Linked DNA regions of Gossypium hirsutum: region 1 is linked to region 2. Evidence: chromatin contacts called from public Hi-C data. All regions are on one chromosome and are shown on one strand. Each heading gives the region's core, a stretch centred on a gene start, on an enhancer-like site or on the middle of the called end of the contact. The rest is flanking DNA. Distances are from core to core; before and after follow the strand shown.

Region 1 (2,701 bases), core at 93-2,592, 150 kb after region 2:
AGTATGTAGATAAACAAAATTACCTGACATTGAGTGATCTTGAATACCTTATATAATTGTATTTGAATGTCTTGTTGAGTTCTTGGCTTAATATAGTAATTTTGGGAAAGCAATTTATAACAATTGGGATAATTGTTGGATTGCATTTATTCATACTTGTAAATGGTAAATTAGATTTTATCCAATAAATAATTTAATTGATTTGTTGAAAGACAGCCAGAAAATTATGAAAAAAGATGGGACATTAAAACTCCCATAATAACGCAAGTTAATCCCCCCATAATTATCTCCTTATTTATCTCCAATGGCAGTTAGGATGGCATAAATAACTTCACACAAATCTTGGTTACACCAAGACCTTGTGGTTATGATCATGGTGGAATGTGTGTACTCATCCCTGTTCGATTCAAATTTGTATATACTCCACATAATTATCTTCATATTTTCTTGTCTTCAACAATTTACAATAAAATAAATGGTGGAATTTGAGGCAATGTTTACAATAATTGGAATATAAAGCAACTCTCATAAAGTGAACCTTAAAATATGAAGAAATTGTTCCCGTTTCATTAACCAAATTTCTTGAAAACATCAAGAAACTATACAGCATCCATTAAAATTCGATCGATTTAAATCTAACACTTGCAGAGAAAGATAATACAACCAAACGAACACAAGCATATATCTCTTATTCTAGGCATTAGTCAACTAAAACAAACTAACCTAAGCTCTCTCGCCTCTGATCCTCCTGGCAAGCTGGATATCTTTAGGCATGATGGTAACCCTCTTAGCATGAATAGCACATAGATTAGTATCTTCAAACAGCCCGACGAGATAAGCCTCGGCAGCTTCTTGAAGAGCGGCGACAGCGCTGCTTTGAAACCTTAAATCGGTCTTGAAATCTTGAGCGATTTCTCTCACAAGCCTCTGGAATGGAAGCTTTCTGATCAAGAGCTCGGTGCTCTTCTGGTACTTCCTGATTTCCCTGAGAGCCACAGTTCCTGGCCTGAAACGGTGAGGCTTCTTCACTCCTCCGGTCGCCGGAGCTGACTTCCGAGCAGCCTTCGTGGCTAGTTGCTTACGTGGGGCCTTGCCGCCGGTTGATTTCCTCGCAGTTTGCTTAGTACGAGCCATTTGTTAAACAATGTGATGAGAAAATAAGGGTGTTTGGATTGCGAGAAAGCTGAAGAAAATTTGAAAGAAAATATTTTCAATAGGAGCAATTGAAGCGGATATATAAAAAGGGGGATTTGGGGGAAGGCGGGAATCAGTAATTAGGAAATATTTTAAATGGAGCAATATGAACCGTAGATTTGATGGGTTATCGACGGCTGTTAAGTTGTGGAACGATGAAAATTGGCCGATAGGATTGCTTTTAAGCGGCATGGTTTCAAAGTTTTGGCGCATTTTTTACTTCTCGTTGATGATTATTCAAGAGGATCTAATCCGTCCACTGAGGAGATATTGACGGATATGATCTATTAGTCAGTGAGCATTGCATAACAATCCGTGGTATATCCGGACAACCAATGGATTTATCCATAGATCTTGACACTTCACAATTCACATAGTAGTACATACTTTATTTTATTTTTGGTTAAAATATGACATAAGTCACTGTTCTTTTCTAAAATTGAAAATTTAGTCCTTGTATCCATGTATTTTTATTATCAGGAATTTAGTCTCTCCATCTTTCAAATTTTAAAATTCAAGTCCAACTATTAATGTTATTAATTTTTTATTAAATTTGTTAGTGTGATGTTTTGAAATTTCAAAAAAAGCTCATTGGGAATCCATACAATTAAAAAAATACGTAATTATCATGAATATAACAAAAAATTAACAATGTTAATCATTAGACCTAGTTTTTTAAATCTTTAAAAGAAAGGGACTTATAGCACATTTTACCTTTTATTTTTTTATGTCCTTGTTTTTTTTATTATCATAGCAAAAGAAATATGCTGAGATCATGCTTATCCAATAATTGACATATAAATGCAATATTTATTAGATTATGTCACACACAATATTAATGAATCACGTAATTATATAATAGATATAAAAGAATTTATATAAATAACAAAATAGGTTTTGATTAAATGGTAAAATATAAATATTAAAAATGATAAAGATTCAGCTTAAAACCTTATTATATGTATTTATATTTCTATTTTTCTATATAAATTGACAAAAGTATCCACAAAATAATATAATTTACTTTATAATGTAAAGATGTTCTCATATTACCTAATTGAGTTGGTGCACAGCTAATTCATAACACCAAACTCAATAAAAAGTTTTATATTAGTATTTAGTGTAAATGTACTTATATTTCGATTTTTTATATAAAATTATAAAAACACCCTCATAATAATATAATTTAATGTATAAAGTGATAATATTCTCGTCATTATCCAACTACATTGTTGCACGGCGTAACACCAAATTCAATAAAAAAATCATTCTCTTTTCTTTTTTAAGTTGAGCTTTTCTTAAAAATCATAATGGTCAATGAACATTACATAGCATAGTTGGTTATATATTCATAATAATAAACTTCATTTATTATTGATTTTTTTTTTTGTAAATTATAAGAGTAGGGTAAAGTCCAAACAGCAAAACAATCAGCGCGACTTGAACCCAAACCATACCTGAGACGATGAACACCGTAACTTTCAGACTAACACACTGATTCATTTAT
Region 2 (2,700 bases), core at 135-2,634:
GTTTTGTTATGTGGTGGTCACTCCGTCTTTAAGCTCCATTACCTCCCTAACAACAATCCTACGTGTCAGTCTAAATGAGTTTTAAATGCCAACTTGGATGTCCAACTGATATGACAATAATTTTTTAAATCAAAATGGAAAAGAAAACTAAAAGAAAAAAGAGTAATTAATTTAAAATTTTCTATTAATTAAATTTATTTAGTTAAAAATCTATTCTCGTCCCAATTTAAAATGCAAGTTGGTATTTAAAACTTATTTGGACTATCACGTAGGATTGTCGTTAGGGAGGTAACTGAGTTTAACGACAAAGTGACCACTTCGTAACAAAACCATAATATAAGTGATTAAAACGTTACATTTTAAACATAAATGACTAAAATGTAATATGAGAGAAACAAAACTGACTAGTTTTATAAATTACCCAAATTATAAAATATGGCATATATTAGTTTAATTCTATCCATTTTAGTTTTCTTAATTGAATGTCTCTATCTAGACGCACTAAATTATAATTTAATAAATTTCATATTTTTTTAATAATGTAATGGAAGTCTATCAGAAGTTGAACTTAGGCAAAATAATTTTTTTATTATCTTACATGTCTGCTTTAAGTCCATAATAATAGTAAAGTTCGTAACCTCTCGTCAAGGGTTCTGGTTTGACTCTGGTGACTGCAATTTGTGTGTTTCATGTGATTCAGGAACCACCTGCGGAGACTAACGCAAGGCTTTTATGGACAAAGCAATGTTACCCCCATTTACAGACAAATTTATTGACCCACTTTGGAGACAAGTCAATTCCAATGTCAGCTTCAAACACCACCACAGGTTTAGATGTTTCAAACCGTCGTCCCACTTTGAAGGAAAGCTCAGCCACCACTGAACCTGAAAGACCTGCCCTACCTGCTGTCCAAAGTCACCTTCCAAAACCAAAACTCTCCTTTTGTGTTGTCACTCACTTCACTCCCACTCCGAACATCTAAATCTGTGGTGGTCGTGGTGTTTGAAGCTGCTGCCATTGGAATTTGACTTAATATAAACTGTGCCATGTGAAAGCCATACGGATAGCTAAACAAGGAAAAAGAAGCTTAGACCATGGACCAGTGTACGATTCATAAGATCCACAATAAAAGCCCATAAAATGGGAAATCTGGAATTGAATCAAAAGCCAGCCTGCCTTTGCACACTCAGATCAAATGTGATTGGCTGGTTAAAGCAGATAATGGAGAAATTCATCCCAATAAATATTTCAGTTTTGCCTTAACGTGTCGCCTGCAATATCCACAACCTAATATTTAGTTGACTCCTTCTAATTTAACACCACAACTATTATAGTTCTTTATAATATAAACCAACTCAATGATTTAAAAACTTAGATGTCATCTCATTGTGTTTATTTTAATACAAAGTTATAATGTTCCATGTTGTCAGCATATGATAAGCAATCACACACCAATCAATAGCTTGTTTAAAACTATGTTATTTGCAGACTTTAATCCCCATGTTTTGTCTTAATCATCATTACTCCTACCTTTCCCTTATATCTGTAGTATGAGAAATGAAATCAATGTCTTTAACAAGCTCCTTTCCTCTTCATGTTCCAGTTACAGCTTCTACTTCACTTGTAAAACATGTTAACAAGATTGCGATGCTTAAACACAACCAAGTTCCTAACAACAAAAAACCCACTTTTCAGATCAGATCCTTCTCCAAGAAAAAAAGGTCAACGATTACCTCTTCTTTTGTTTTACTTTTCTTTGTTTAGTATTTCAGGACATAACTGGCAAAAACCTTGTCTTCCATGTTTATCGGTGTTTGAATGTCTGCTTTATTTGGTTCAAACAGGTTTTTGAGGACCAGTCTCAGGGATTAATCTGTTATGAAGATGAAAATGGTGAAATAGTTTGTGAAGGATACGATGAAGGCCCTCGGTTTCATCAACGAACATTTTATCATCTTAGGTGAGAAACCCTGTAATAGTTACCTTCCTATGTTATGACATGTTTCATGTTACTGACCAGTTTTTGTCATTGTTGAACTGAAATACAGAGATGCAGAGATCCTTGATCTTCTTCAAGATAGATGGCTTCAAATCGTTAATGACGGAGGATTAAGCAGTGCTAATGAAGGTGTTACCACTGTGAAGGATGATTCCCAAGTGTAATGATTTTAACAATGGAAGCCTGGTTCTTACCAGATTTCATGGAATGATTGTTAAAGACTGTAAAAAGAACTCTTGTAAGAAAAAAAAAAAAGAGTCCCTTGTAATCAATCACTTTGTTTTTACATAATGTAATCAAAGGCTAGTTTTTCAATCAATTATTGTATACCAAGATTCACAAAAGAGTCTAATGTATTATATATAAGCTAAATACAAGAATAAATATTTTCTACAAAAAAATTTCATTCAGGGGTCATTAAATATTTGACCTCTGGCAGAAATTCCCATGGCTTTGAAAAGCCTAGCAAAAATTTTTAATGTCACTTCTCTTTTGTTGTGTAAAACAAAAATTACCCTCTAAAAGAATAGAAAAAATGGAAACCAATCATATTAACAAAGAAAAACAGAATGGGAGAGTTCAAACTCCCAGATTTTCGCTCCTGAAATCACTTAATGGAGGTCTCGTGTTGTTCGTTCTCTTCGCCTCTATCTGACAGAGATATGTCAGAACTGGGACGAGGAGGAGACCACTGATCTGGG

What was found. Hi-C and Micro-C count contacts between places; a contact is called where the count stands out from the background.
Region 1: a contact with region 2 is called in a Hi-C map of leaf, with 2.7 times the contacts expected there. The contact joins the promoter of LOC107897455 here to the promoter of LOC107897459 in region 2. A contact is called at or near these places in 11 of 34 Hi-C or Micro-C datasets (callus, fibers, leaf and 2 more).

The regions. Positions count from the first base shown.
Region 1 is chrA10:5,361,406-5,364,106 of Gossypium_hirsutum_v2.1, forward strand. It overlaps LOC107897455 (histone H3.2), which reads right to left and starts at 1,343. Exons shown (of 1, transcript XM_041079669.1): 1 at 548-1,343. The coding sequence starts at 1,134. The coding sequence ends at 724.
Region 2 is chrA10:5,213,356-5,216,055 of Gossypium_hirsutum_v2.1, forward strand. LOC107897459 reads left to right here and starts at 1,385. Exons shown (of 3, transcript XM_041079667.1): 1 at 1,385-1,720; 2 at 1,843-1,960; 3 at 2,049-2,314. The coding sequence starts at 1,558. The coding sequence ends at 2,163. It overlaps LOC107897458 (1-phosphatidylinositol-3-phosphate 5-kinase FAB1B), which reads right to left. Exons shown (of 11, transcript XM_016822927.2): 11 at 2,335-2,700. The coding sequence ends at 2,607.